Linked DNA regions of Mus musculus: regions 2, 3 and 4 are each linked to region 1. Evidence: chromatin contacts called from public HiCAR-type and promoter capture Hi-C data. All regions are on one chromosome and are shown on one strand. The core of a region is the stretch at or near the end of the contact, and the rest is flanking DNA. Distances in the headings are between cores, read along the strand shown. Region 1 holds the start of Paqr3 (progestin and adipoQ receptor family member III). Region 2 holds the start of Rasgef1b (RasGEF domain family, member 1B). Region 3 holds the start of Hnrnpd (heterogeneous nuclear ribonucleoprotein D). Region 4 holds the start of Vamp9 (vesicle-associated membrane protein 9).

Region 1 (3,510 bases), core at 591-3,090:
GTTGTATAAGTTCGCAACCCCTGCACCACTCGAGGAGTCTTCCTGTTCTCCACATCCTCACCAGCATCTGCTGTCACCTGAGTTTTTTATTTTAGCCATTCTGACTGGTGTGAGGTGGAATCTCAGGGTCGTTTTGATTTGCATTTCCCCAATGACTAAGGATGTTGAACATTTCATTAAGTACTTCTCAGTCACTCAAAGATTCCTTTGTTGAGAATTCTCTGTTTAGTTCTGTACCTCATTTTTAAAAAAATGGGCTATTTGGGTTTTGTTGTTGTTGTTTGGTTGGTTGGTTGGTTTTTTTGTTTTGTTTGGTTTTGGTTTGGTTTTTTTGGAGTCTAACTTCTTGAATTCTTTGTATATTTATATATTTTGGATATTAGCCCACTGTCTGATGAAGAGTTAGTGAAGATCTTTGCCCAGTCTGCCATTTTGTCCCATTGACAATGTCCTTTGCCTTACCAAAAAAAAAAGTTTTGTCCCACATTGCTGGACTTTTTTATCTGTTGATCTTTTGCTTGTATTATGGTTTCTGATTTTGTGTTTTTTATAGAGTTGTCTGTATTTGTGTGCTTCTATGTGTACATATCTCTGTACATTTGTGTTTATTGTGCTTTTCCTTTGTTTTATTTGTTTCATAGTTTTATTTTTAAACTACCTGTCTGTTTTCTAGAGAGAGGAAAAGGGCATGGAATTTCAATGGCGAGAAGGTAGGAGTGATTTGGAAGAAGATGGGGGAAAGAAAGCAGTGATCAGGATATATTATATGGAAAAACATTAAGTTTTATAAAGTATCATTGTATTCTATAAAAGAAAGAAATCTGAGTTAGACAGTTTGAACTAAAACAAAACGATTGGTGATATCCAGAATGAGTCTCTTTCCCGACTGATAAACTGTCCAACAATAAAATATTTATGGTCTTTTAATATATATATTTACATTTTCATGGTCTTCCCCTGAACTCAAAGATAATTACCAGATGACTCTCACTCAGTAGTGACTCACCTTGAAGACATGATCACATTTCTTACCTCTTATAAACGTACTTTAAAGATAAGTTTCAAGTTTAACCTTGCCATCATAAAATAATTCCTCAGTTCACACAGCTGTATCAGTGTATATAGGTAGATATTTATATGAATTACTATGATATGTGTCTTGTCCTAAATACGACCTTAACTTGTTAATAAATATAATATATAAAAAATCCTAATGTACCTAGTAGTCAAAAACAAACAAAACAAAACAAAAACAAAAAATCCACACCAAGGTCCCTTCTGTGTGTATCTCATCAACAATACACCATCCAGCTGTAAGTTAGCTTGAATTATTTACCTTTCTGTTACTCTCTTCTTGTTATTCAAAATACAGTAAATATCACTTCTAATGGAAAACAGAAAAAAAAGAATCACTTGGATTTGGTCGTACTTGGATTTGGATTTTTCACCTGAAGCTGAAGGGAGATGGGCGGACCTGATTGGAGTTAGGGGTGGGCCAGATAGGGGCGGGGCTAGGGGCGGGCAGAGCAGAAGGGCGGGGCTAGGGGCGGGCCGGATGGGGGCGGGACTAGGGGCGGCCCGGGTAGAAGGGCGGGACTAGCGGTGGACCGGCTAAGAGGGTTTGGCTAGGGGCGGGACACCCAGTAGGGCGGGGCCAGAGGTTGACTGGCTGGCGAAGGAGGAACTAGGGGGCTCTCCAGCCAGGTAAAGGACGGGGCGGCAGGCGGGTCCTGCTGGTAAAGCCCGAAGGAAGGGCGGGCCGCCAAGGCGAGGGGCGTGGAGAGGGCGGGGCTTTTCGGCGCGCTGACGTCAGACCAGGCTGCGACGCCGGCGGCCGTCCAGAGCTGAAGCGGCGGAGGTGTGTGTAGCGGAGCCGGGCCTGAGCAGACGCGGGCCGAAGCTCCTGGCTCAGCGGCGGCGGCTCCGGGGCGGGGGCGCCAGCGGCAAAGCCCCCTCCCCGGGGAGGCGGGGCCGGGCCGGCGCCTGGGAACCATGCATCAGAAGCTGCTGAAGAGTGCGCACTACATCGAGCTGGGCAGCTACCAATACTGGCCGGTCCTGGTACCCCGCGGCATCCGCCTCTACACCTATGAACAGATCCCGGTATCCCTCAAAGACAACCCCTACATCACCGACGGCTACCGGGCCTACCTTCCTTCCAGACTGTGTATCAAAAGGTACAGTGGCTGCTCCCTGCGGCGCATCCTCTCCTCTCACGCTTTTTGTCTGCTCTCCCCATCTTTCTCCGCTATTCTCTGTGCGCATCAATTCCTCACCTTTGGGCCCTTTATCTTTTTTCTGCTCTCTCTCCTCCGCGGGCCCTTGATCCACGAAATAACAATGATATTTACAGTGGTCATCGTTCCCTTCTCCATTGGCCCTTTGCTGTTTACAAAGCGCTTTTACATCCTTTTTTCCATTTGGTAATCACTGGGGATATGGGTTGGAATCTTCCCTACTGACAAAGGCCGAACCTTATTTGCTTTGTATACCTGAGCTGTGTTTCTAGGGCAGCTCTGTGGGGATTCAGAAGTGTTGGCCAGCTGAATGTCCATTCAATAGCAGACAGGTCCACATTGTTGTGCATATGTATGTGGGAAGCCCTGATTCATTCAATCATCTACCAAATGCGCATTGAGGCTCTGCTAGCTAATAGGCACTATACCAGTTGCAGAAGGCAGGCATGGTCCTCGTTCCCATGAAGCTGCTGAGGTCTAGCCTGAGTGGCAGACACTAAAGGGATAATTACACTATTACATAATAGTAATTGTGGAAAGTGCTGTGTAGGAGAAACCCTGTAGCAAAGAACTCTGAAAGGGGACAGCCAGACCAACAGAACACCTTAGAAGCCTCCAAACAACATGGGTTTGTTGATTTAGAGCTTTAAAATGAGAGTCTCAGAAGCTTCTGTTTAAAAAGAAAATTTTAAAAATGGCTTTGGTTTTCAGGGTAGTCTTCTGTCAGACCTCACTGTATGTACTAAAGTTTTTGCTCTATCAGAAGCATGGTGCAGCCCTCCAGGTCACTGGAGTGGCCATCTCTGCTTCCCACAGTGTGGGCTGTTGAATTGCCCAACTAGCAGCCACGTGTGCGTTTATTGATCTCTCCAGCACAGTCTTTCCCCATCCCATTTCTTTTTGTACTGCCTTGAAAGGATTTTTGTGGCCTTGTTTGAATGGATGACCAAGTGGATGTCACAATTTGAGTTTTAATTACTGCTTTATCTCCCCAGTGCTTCTGGTACATAATTAAGAAATCAGAGCTAGGCCCTGCTGTGGGGATGGAGGAGACAGGCCAGAAGTGGACTGCTGTGAATATTGTACCCACCCAGCAGTGCTCCTCTGCATTCTGATGTCTTGAGTCCAAATCTGAAGGAGTTGAAACCAGGACTTATAAAACGTTAGATCTTGAGTTGTTGAGTCAGATGCAAGTTCACAAACATGCCTCTTAACTGCTTCAGAAATTTGAGCAAGAGTTAACCTGTTGATTTTGAAGATAAACAAAATTTAC
Region 2 (3,617 bases), core at 502-3,001, 2.1 Mb before region 1:
ACTTGATTTGCCTCAACATGACTGTTGAGTTTACTAATATTTGCATTTTTATGTTAAACACATGTGTGTGTGTGTGTGTGTGTGTGTGTGTGTGTGTGTGTGTGTGTGTGTGTGTGTGAGAAGTTGACGAATTCAGTTCTTTCCATTCACCGTGTGAGTATACAGGGGTTCAGAGGCCTACAGTGCCTTGAGGAGGGTTTCACAGGTGTCTGTGTGATAGACACAGGGCTATGGTTAGGAATGCTGGCTCCTAAGGTGTATCCACAACTAATAGTTTTCACATTGGAGCTAGAAGGACCCTGAAAGGCCAACCAGAATAAGGTAAAACAGTGTCAATATCATAGTGGTATCTGCTTTACATTTTTAGATTCTAAAGTGAACATTTCATCTTTTGCTTAGCAGCAAAGACTTCAGGAAGTAAAAAGGCAGCTGTCTGGGTTGCCTTCTCAGCAGTCTTGAGAGCTCACAGATGTTACAAAGGGCTTTTCTGGTGGCACTACTAAGAAATACTGGTTTAGTTCAGCCCTTTTAGTTTCTTGCTATGTGAGCAGGAAGAGTGTGCTTTGCCCAGTGTCATATGGTCTACTTGTTAATTGACTCAGGATGGAAGTCGGCTCCTTGTGTGGACCCATTCTCCTTCACAGAACAGACACCAGAGATAAACAAAAGGCTCAGGGTTTTTAGAATAAACTGCGGGGCTTAAGGAGAAGCATCTGTAGAATATGCGTAGGATAGTGAAGCAGGAAGTATGAGAGAGACAGGGACCAGCCAAGACCAGCCAAGGAACATGAACGTTAGGTTAAAAGAGGCTCTTTCCATCCCAGAGAGAAGATGCAGGGACCTTAGAGGAGGAACCGTGTTGCTCCATGTTAATAAGGCCAATTACAGTCTATGGGATGGTCCTACAGTGTTTATGTATGAACGGAAGCTTACAAAGCCTGCTTTTCATACTCAGGGTCACAGCTGCAAAGTCTCCAAATCTTGTGCATTTCCCCCCATGGGTAAGGTATCTTTATTTCAACTTCTTCCCTTACCTTTCTATCACGCGTAGGAGAGTATTGAGTTCTTACCTCTATATTTATTTTTTTCTTTTCTAAAATAGTTATCAGGTATTCAATGGCTGATTCAATTAAGTAGCTGTCTACAATGATAAAAACAACCTTCACCGAGGACCAGCCTTACACACTAGAGTATCTTCCTTTCCTTTGCGAAAGTTCTAACACCTGTAATTTTACATGTGGATTGAATAGCAGTTTATTTAGCGTTTGCCCTCCAGGAGCCAGTAAGCTTCTGGGACCAGCCGGTTGCGGCCACCAGTGTGCCCCCAGCGTTTATTACAATACCCAACACTCAGCAAGTGCTTCGTGGTTCCTCTCAGATCTCCTCCGAAAGTTACACGGACAGTAACCTTCAGCTCATAATTATGATAATAGATACTGTACAACGAGTCGAGCCGGTATTTACAGGTAGAGCACACAAGGCAAATGAATACACACTCGGCGACACATGAGTGCACAAACAGCCGCGGGCAGCGACACGAAGGAGGAAACGCGCGCCGGAGTGGGCCCTGCCCAGGCTGCGGAGACCCGCTGCGCCAGCAAGCCAGCCTCTGCAGCGTGGGTGGGTACGGCCGCAGCGTCACGGGAGTCCCTACCCGCGGAACCCTGGCAAGTCCCCGAGCGCCCGCTGCAGGGCGGCGTGGGCGGAGAGCTGCGCCACGATTGGCCAGCGCAGGATGGGCGTGGCCTGCGGCGGGCGGGGGCGTGGCCTGCGGCAGGAGGCGGGCATTTCCCCAGCAAGGGGGTGTGCGCGGCTCGGGCTGGAGTTTCAGTATAAACAAGGACCCCGACTGGATCGGCGGGTTTTCCCTTTCTTCTGGCGTTCGACCCTTCCCGGTCCTGAGCTCGCCTTTTGGGGCGCCTCGGTACGGCAGCCAGGAGGCAGAGGCTCCGAGCTGTGTGCGGGTAGGTGCTCCAGGGGACCCCGCGGCGGGATGGCGGGAGCGGGCTGCGCCGGCGCTGCTCCGGAACGGCGCCGGCTGTCCAGTGCGCCCCGGCGTGGCGGGAGATCCTCGGCTGGCGAGCATTGGCAGAGCCACAGAACTAGGAGTTCTCGCGCCTGCTGCTTCCGTGCCCCGGGCTGCCGCGCTCCCAACAGGTGCGGGGCTGAGCACTGACGACCCGGGGACCCGGGGATCTGGGGACGCTGTGCTGCGCCTCGCCCCGGCCAGGCCTTCTGTTTGGAGATCTTAGATATTGAGGGTTTGTCTGAGTTGGAGTCTCGTTCATCCTTTTTGCTTTCCCTCTCAGCTTCTTGTGCATACCTAGGGTTGTTTCCATGTACTTTTTGGCTAGTTTCCTAGGGTGCTTGAGAGTGTTCAGGCTGTTGTTTATTTTTTGCTGCAGTTTCCTTATAATTTAAGGTCTGACTCCCAGGAACAGTCAGGGAAACAGGACTTGTGTGTTCCCCAGGCTCGTATGCAAACTTGAACAAGTAGCCTGTTTTTTGTTTTGCTTTGTGACCCAGGTGAGTTGCCTTCGGACACTAGCCTGGGTGATAATAACGTGGCCCGGGGTACCTGGTAGCCTCGTGGGCTGAGTGCGTGAGGGAGGCTCCTCTTTATTGGAGAGCCCCGGGAATAACTTCAGCAGCACTGTACTAGAGAAAAGGGCAAACGCGGAAACGGAGGTGTTCTCTCTCGCTCTCTCGCTCTATCGCTCTGTCTCTGTCTCTCTGTCTCTCTCTCTGAGTGTGCGTGTGATTTGACTATTCCTTGCCACCTTACCCCATCCAAATTGGTTCAGTTCAGGCGAAGCACTGTGGCTAAGGCACTGACAGTGCGGCGAGGTGTTCTCTCGCACAGCGTGGTAAAGGGCGCTAGGAGAGCATCTGGGCTGCAGTTTTCTCTTGTGAATGTAAATGTGCCCGTTTGCAGATGGATTCGGGGCGTATGGTGTATATGGATAAATATGCACGCATACTTGTGTATGTATGTTTGGGTGAACGCGTCTCCAAGGAGTCCTTCGTCAGCAGCGCCATGTGACAATGGCCTGGAACTGCTGGTGTGCGTAGAGCTATATTTAGCCCTGACAGTGTCTCACTGGGAGGACGGGTCTTGAGCTGGGAGGATAAAGCGGGGAAGAATCCAGGAATAAGGTTATCGAGCTCTTGACTGATGTCTGGCGCAGTCAGACTCAGATGGTGAATAATGACTCCTCATGAGTGCAGTAGCTGGAGCGTGGCATGTGATGACTGCTTTAATTGGACATAGTTGTGACCAGGGTGGTCAGCCAATGCGAAGAGGATTAAACAAGGAGATTTAAAAAGAGAAGATAGTGTGTAGCTGATTTGAAGATTTAGGAGGAGAGAACCGGTCATGTGAGGTTCAAAGTGCACGAAGAATTGATTTCTTAAAGGGAATAATAATAGTAAAAAATGTTTGGCTGTTGAGGATGCAGAGAAAATAAATGACAGCCAGTTAAACAGTGTTATGCACTAAGGACAGTTTTGTTTGGGGCAGGGAGCAATGTTTGAGTTACTGAGGACCCAGGGCATTTTTTGACAGAAGTCAGGGCTCAGCAACAGCCCTGGCTGCTTTTCCCTTTCAGGCAGATTTG
Region 3 (3,351 bases), core at 221-2,720, 2.9 Mb before region 1:
AAATCCATAGGATAAATAAAAACCTCGGGTTCATCCAAGTTGTTGCCAACCTGCAATATTTGACTTGAGTCATCTTATTTGGTCAGTATTTTTGGATGGTAAAGAAAAACGTGGAATCACTTCTTTTTCGCCAATCATCTTGGTGGTTGCCTGTCTGTGATTTGCTCAATGTTGAAGACATTTCCACTATTTGATGCATATTCTTTCATTTTATGGATTCTGTAACAAACTGTAGTGATAAATCTTGTTTTAATCGTTGGGATTTTCAGATTATGTACAGTTACTGTAAATTGACTTAAAGTACACCATGGGAAGCATTTATTTAAAATTTTTTTATGTGTTTTGCTAAGGGGTAATGCCAGGTTGGCCTCAACAGTCCTTCCTCCCTTCTCTGGGATCACAGTTCTGGGATTACAGCGTGTACCTAATTAGCTGGGCTGAAGTCCTGTCCCTGTATGCTGTCTTTTGTAAACTTCTCCAAACCCTGTTTGGAAACTGGATACTTACTAAGCAGTCGAGTGGTTGACGACAAAAAAAACCAAACCAAACCAAACCAAACCAAACCAGAAATTCCATTTTCTTCTAAGTCTTGCAGGAAGCTTCAAAGTCTAACTCCTGAGTAGGAATTCCAATAGGTTTCTTAGCGATTAATTTTAAAATCGTGAATCACACGCCTAACGGCGTTTCATTTTTTTCTTTTTATAAAATCGCCACCTCAACACCACAAACCCAGAAACCTCGTAAAGATGATTCATGACATTTATATATCCTGTTTAATACAAGGACTGTAACTCGTAAAAAAAAAGGAGCCCTGGAGTCGACCTTAATACATACACTTCCCAATCCATAGTGACTTCAAAGAATCGTGGCCGGCGTTAGGCTCTTGTAATAACGGAGGCAAAGCTTAAGACTAGGGAAGCAACTCTGAGAAGAGGCAGCCTCGACCATCAAAGCCGCCTTTGGACAGCGCCGCGGCGGAGCCTCAATGTCACCCGGCGCAGGGACGGCGGAGCACTGCACAGGCGCGGCCCGCTGCCCCACGCAGGTCCCGGGGCCCACAGCCGTGGCTCCCTGAGGGCAGCCTCCACGAAGTCTCCGCTGGGGATGGACGAACCACACCCCTCCAGGTCGGCCGCGCCTGCCAACCAAAGCCGAGGAGCGGCCGGTGACTCCAGGAATCCGCGGAAGGGCGGGGCCAAGGGACGGGGGCGGGGGAGGCCTCTCTAGCCGCGCCCTCGAACCAGCGCTCCTTGTTCTCGATGGTACCCGCGCGCCCCTCTTGCGCACGCCACTTCCGGTCCTCTTTAAAGGCCCGCGCCGCGCGACCGCGGGGCGTGAGAGCCAGTCGGAAAGGGACGGGGAGGGCGGGGCCTGCGCGGGGGGCGGGGCCTAGCGGTGGACGGGGGCGGGGGAGGCGCAAAGGGCGCGCTCCGGAGCCACGTGACCGGGACGCGCCGTTCTTCCGTCGGCCATTTTAGGTGGTCCGCGGCGGCGCCATTAAAGCGAGGAGGAGGCGAGAGTGGCCGCCGCTGCTACTTCATTCTTTTTTTTTTCAGTGCAGCCGGGGAGAGCGAGAGAGCGCGCTGCGCGAGAGTGGGAGGCGAGGGGGGCAGGCCGGGGAGAGGCGCAGGAGCCCTTGCAGCCACGCGCGCGCCTTGTCTAGGGTGCCTCGCGAGGTAGAGCGGGCATCGCGCGGCGGCGGCGGGGATTACTTTGCTGCTAGTTTCGGTTCGCGGCGGCGGCGGCGTCGGCGGGTGTCGTCTTCGGCGGCGGCAGTAGCACTATGTCGGAGGAGCAGTTCGGAGGGGACGGGGCGGCGGCGGCGGCAACGGCGGCGGTAGGCGGCTCGGCGGGCGAGCAGGAGGGAGCCATGGTGGCGGCGGCGGCGCAGGGGCCGGCGGCGGCGGCGGGAAGCGGGAGCGGCGGCGGCGGCTCTGCGGCCGGAGGCACCGAAGGAGGCAGCGCCGAGGCAGAGGGAGCCAAGATCGACGCCAGTAAGAACGAGGAGGATGAAGGGTGAGTAAGGGGCGGCCCCGGGCAGCCGCTCGCCAGGCCCCCTCCCCCTCCCCGCCATTAGGCCTCGCTCCCGCGACCGCCCGCCCGCCCGCAGGCCCCAGTGCAGTCGCCCCCTCGGCCGCCCCTCTTGTACCTCGGGCTCCCCCCCGGGCCTGCATCTCCTTCCCTGCCTGCTCGCCCCCTCCCCCATCACACACGTTTCCACCTTTAGCCGTCACCATGCTACTCCGCGGCCCGCCCTCTTTCCTCCCTCGCCGCGGGTCTCCTCCCACCGATGTGGCCGCCAGGATTTTTTCCCGCCTGTCGGAGCTTACCCTCCCACCCCACCCCCACGTCTCCCGGATTTCTAACCTCTTAGGCTTAAAAATGCAAACGCACAGAAAAGCTTTTTACCAGGGTTGCCAAGGTTGGTCGGGCGCTTCGCCCTCGCCCCCGAGACGGTGCGATTATTGACACGCTCTTGCTTTGGGAAAGCTGTAGGCTGTCCACCTCTCTTTTCTCCCGCGTCGGCCGCAGGCCATTGCTTTTAAATAGTTTTCGTCTTAGGATTCGTTCGTTCTGTCCACTTTACGCTGTCACCACGACACGCTCCTACAGGCCCTGCGTTTGTGCTGTAGACAGACCGGGCCTGCCAAAGTCCCTGGTCTGCTGGCGCGTTGGTGTGGCTCCGCGGGCTCCATTTAAGTCCTTCCTGGTCGATGGGGCCTGTACTTGACTGGGGCTCTTCCACCTCCCGCCTGCGGTTGCCCTTCCCCCATTCTGCCAAGTTATTCTCTCTATGCACCCTTTTCGCGCCCTCAGATTCTGGGTTGCCTATTTGTACAGATTGTAGTCTTTCCTTATTTAGTCTGTGCAACTACATTTTTTACATCTCTCTCCCGCCTTTTCAGTGCCCAGGAGCCTGTTTTGGTTTCTTCTCAGTCTCACCCTCTCACTATTGTTCAAAGGAGCCCACTCACCCTTTAATACGCAATAAATCCTGTGGTGGTCAATGAATTAGTTTTTTTCAGGTTTTTTTAAAATACTAACTTGCTTCCTTTAATTGAAGTAACTTATATCGCCACCAGAAGCTGCTTTTAATAATGTTAAAATGCAGCCTTTGGGAGCTGAGTATCATTCAGGAGACAAGGAAAGGGGGTTCGATCCGGGTCCTTAGATTTTCTTGTTCCCATTACAGATTGCTGATCTTGAGTTATGGTTTCGATACTTTTTATAGTGGGGCTGTGCGTATGCAATTTTTTTCACTATAACCAGGAGAAAGTTTTGGTGGGGAGTTTTTAGAAAGGTGTCATTTTAACCCGTGATTTCCACTACTGGTTAAGAGTATAAAATTTG
Region 4 (3,123 bases), core at 198-2,697, 2.8 Mb before region 1:
GAGTTCGCCCTAGGTCATTTAGCAGTTATTGTCACACAGCACTGCGGTATCCAGAGACGGGCAACTTTCCTCGTGCACAGTCCAACCTAAGACATGGGGCCCGGTGGCGATAGGGTTACCCTATGACGGGTAAGGCTGTGACATTAGAGGAATGACCTAAAACAGGAGCCACGGCGGATGGGCATAATTGCACAGGCCTAGTCCAGTCTCATTTTATTAAAACAAACAGGGGGAGATGTGGGAAGCCACATGTGCCGTTGCTGAGTGGCACTGACTACTGCTGGCCACCATGCATAAGATTGGACAAACAACCAATGTGTACATATGCAGTAAAGTTTTTTGCAAAAACACTGCCTGGCCCAGGCATGATAATGAGGTTCTGTAAGGTACTGAGAGTATAACCAATCGGATGTGAGACATGCAAATGAGATGATAATGAGGCTCAGTGAGGTACTGAGAGAGAGTAGCCAATCAGATGAGGAACATGCAAATGAGGCTTAGTGCATAACCAATCAGGGTATGAGACACGCCTCTCCTAGGCCTATAAAAGCAGCACCAGCTCTGGGCAAAAAGTCTTTTCGCCTCTACAATCAAGCTCTCCCAATAAACGTGTGCAGAAGGATCCTGTTGCAGCGTTGTTCTTCCTGGCCAGTCGAGGGCGCGCAAGACTGTGCTAAACTAGGAGTAGTTCCTCTGTACAGGAGTACATTACAGCCTATCTTCAGCGAAACCTTTTCTACCCCCTGGGACAACTGATCTAAGGTTCAGATAGAATATTAGATGGCATCTGACAATTTCTAGGTGTGTGTGTGTGTTGGGGAACTGAACTCAGGGCCTCACACATTCTGGGCAAGCGCTCTAACGTTGTGATACATCTTGTGTTCTCACTTTTTAAAGACTGGGTCTATATAGCCCACGCTGACATCAAATTCATGGCCCTCCCACCCTGGGCGCTGAGAGTCCAAACTGCGCTGTCAGGTGGCCCTCACTGCCTGCAACTGAAGTAGTCTTGAGACCCTTACACGTTCACTAAGTGTGTTCAACTGCAGGTCATTTCCTTGTAATGGGGCTATCAACTTGGAGATGGCTATAAATCTCCGCCAGACGGCCGCGGGCAGTACGAGCCCCAACCCCTGGGTGGCGCAGGCGCAGTCCCACTCCCGCCTCGGAGGCAGCGCTTCTGGAGGGGGCGGGGACTCCCGGTCCCTGAGTCCTTCCAGGTCGCCCCGCGCCCTGAGGGGAGGCCAGGCGTGCGCCAGCCTCGAGGAACCGAACCCTCAGACGCCGAGGCGTGAGCCTCAGGTACCTGATAGGCGCCGCCGGTCAAGGCCAGCTCCGCCAGGACCGCTCGGCCATTAGCAACGCAGCTGTAGGTGATCGTCATAACCAGCAGGCCAGTGAGAGAAGCGGACCGCCTTCTAACCGCCCGCTACAGTTGGACCGCCGCTCCGCGCAGGCGCGAGGGACGGTTGATTGGCAGGGGAGGAGGCGGGGCCATCTGTGGGTCCCGCAGAGCCTGTGAGTTTGCTAGGCGAGGTCCTCGCACATGCTTGGGATTCCTGAGGTCTCTCTGTGCTCCGGGTAGTCTGGAAAACCATTTAAGAGCTGTTTAACTGCCCAGGCCTCATCTACGTGTGAATCAGTCACAATCTAGGGCTGCGAAGCTGGGGGTAGTAGGCAAAGACCCCGGAGGTCTGAGTTCGAATCCCCAGAACTCACGCTAAAAAAAAAAAAAAAAAAAAAAAAAAGAAGTAAAAAAGGCATGGTGGTTGGAGCATGTAATCCCCTTTGAGAAGTGGAGTGGTGGTGGAGACAGGTGTATCCTAGTAGCTCATTGGCCTACCTGAATTGATAAGCTTTAGGTCTGGTGAGTCTTGGTTTCAAAAAATGTGGAGCGCAACCTTGGAAGACACATCTACATGTGCACGCACATCACACACACACACACACACACACACACACACACACACACACACACCATGCACGCATGCAGCACACTTAAATTTAAGCAAGCATTGGAGGAACCTCTTGTGCACAGCCTGCATTTGGTTTTGTGAGCATGAAGACCATCTCTGAGTTGTTCTGTAACTACTCACAGAGCAGCATACGCTGAACAAATGCTGGTTACAGTTTGCGGTGACAAAAATGTTCACAGCATTGAAAGGACCCCATTAGGGGCGTAAGGGCTCCAAAGTCTCACTCTCTGACTGCCCAGTTGGGGTTCTCTGTGTTAATTATCATCTACTGTAAGAAAAAGCTTCTCTGACGAGGTTGAGCAGCGCTCTGCTCGGTGGGCATAACAATTTGTCCTTAGAGGTCATTTTATGGTAGTATGTTTCCCCTAGGCCCATGACCTATCCAAACCCAGGTTCTTGGCCACTTTTAGTGTCATATATGAGTTCCATTTCATGAAGCGGGACTTAAATCTAATCAAAAAGTAGTTGGAGGGCTGGAGAGATGGTTCATTGGTAAGAGCATTGGCTGATCTTGCAGATGACCAGGGTTCAGTTCCTAGCACGTACATAGCTGCTTACAACCATGCATAACTCCAGTTTCAAGGTATCTAACATCTGACTTCTGTGGGTTCCAGGCATCATGTGGTACACAGACATACATGCAGCCAAAATACTCATCAAATGAATATATCTTTGGAGTTGTAGCATTGGCTCAGTGGTTAAGAGCATGTGTTGCTCTTGCATAGGACCTCGGTTAAATTCTCAGTATCCACATGGTGGTTCATATCATCTGATCCAGGGGATATGACGTTCTCTTCTGACCTTTGTGGCACAAGACACATAGATTACATGCACACACACACACACACACACACACACACACACTACCCATGCGCATAAAATAAATCTAAAAGTTGGTCACTACCATATCATTTGTGCTACATCAGTACATCTTGCAGGTTCTGGACTCTGTTGTAGGTTTTATGGTTTGTAGCTTTGTGAAATCAGCTATTACTTTTCCCCTCCAGTAGTGTGCGAATTACTTCCCAGCACTATGAGTGCTAGTCAGTGGGGCAGATCTTGTATGTGGGCATCAGTCTGGTTTTTCCATGTTTAATAACATACGTAAATGTTCCTTCAGCAACAGGGCCTTGCTGTGAGGTTACAG

Evidence for each region. Promoter capture Hi-C pulls out the DNA fragments that hold promoters and counts their contacts. HiCAR-type assays count read pairs that join an accessible place to other places.
Region 2: a contact with region 1 is called in a promoter capture Hi-C map of pre-B cells, with 10 times the contacts expected there. The contact joins the promoter of Rasgef1b here to the promoter of Paqr3 in region 1. A contact is called at or near these places in 3 of 39 promoter capture datasets (the 3T3-L1 cell line, hippocampal neurons and pre-B cells) and 3 of 115 datasets of contacts at active chromatin or transcription factors (astrocytes, fibro-adipogenic progenitors and stem cell-derived neural progenitor cells).
Region 3: a contact with region 1 is called in a HiCAR-type map of astrocytes, with 9 times the contacts expected there. The contact joins the promoter of Hnrnpd here to the promoter of Paqr3 in region 1. A contact is called at or near these places in 4 of 39 promoter capture datasets (the 3T3-L1 cell line, hippocampal neurons, liver and 1 more), 1 of 115 datasets of contacts at active chromatin or transcription factors (astrocytes) and 1 of 9 other capture datasets (liver).
Region 4: a promoter capture Hi-C map of pre-B cells shows a contact between it and region 1, with 6 times the contacts expected there. The contact joins the promoter of Vamp9 here to the promoter of Paqr3 in region 1. A contact is called at or near these places in 3 of 39 promoter capture datasets (hippocampal neurons, liver and pre-B cells).

The regions. Positions count from the first base shown.
Region 1 is chr5:97,109,926-97,113,435 of GRCm38.p6, reverse strand. Paqr3 (progestin and adipoQ receptor family member III) reads left to right here and starts at 1,840. Exons shown (of 7, transcript NM_001359910.1): 1 at 1,840-2,177. The coding sequence starts at 1,993.
Region 2 is chr5:99,251,061-99,254,677 of GRCm38.p6, reverse strand. It overlaps Rasgef1b (RasGEF domain family, member 1B), which reads left to right and starts at 1,751. Exons shown (of 14, transcript NM_181318.4): 1 at 1,751-1,964.
Region 3 is chr5:99,977,057-99,980,407 of GRCm38.p6, reverse strand. Hnrnpd (heterogeneous nuclear ribonucleoprotein D) reads left to right here and starts at 1,470. Exons shown (of 9, transcript NM_001077265.2): 1 at 1,470-2,016. The coding sequence starts at 1,784. It overlaps 4930524J08Rik, which reads right to left and starts at 1,473. Exons shown (of 2, transcript XM_030254981.1): 1 at 1,456-1,473; 2 at 742-1,371. The coding sequence starts at 1,473. The coding sequence ends at 856.
Region 4 is chr5:99,904,589-99,907,711 of GRCm38.p6, reverse strand. It overlaps Vamp9 (vesicle-associated membrane protein 9), which reads right to left and starts at 1,447. Exons shown (of 6, transcript NM_001378420.1): 1 at 1,307-1,447. The coding sequence starts at 1,384.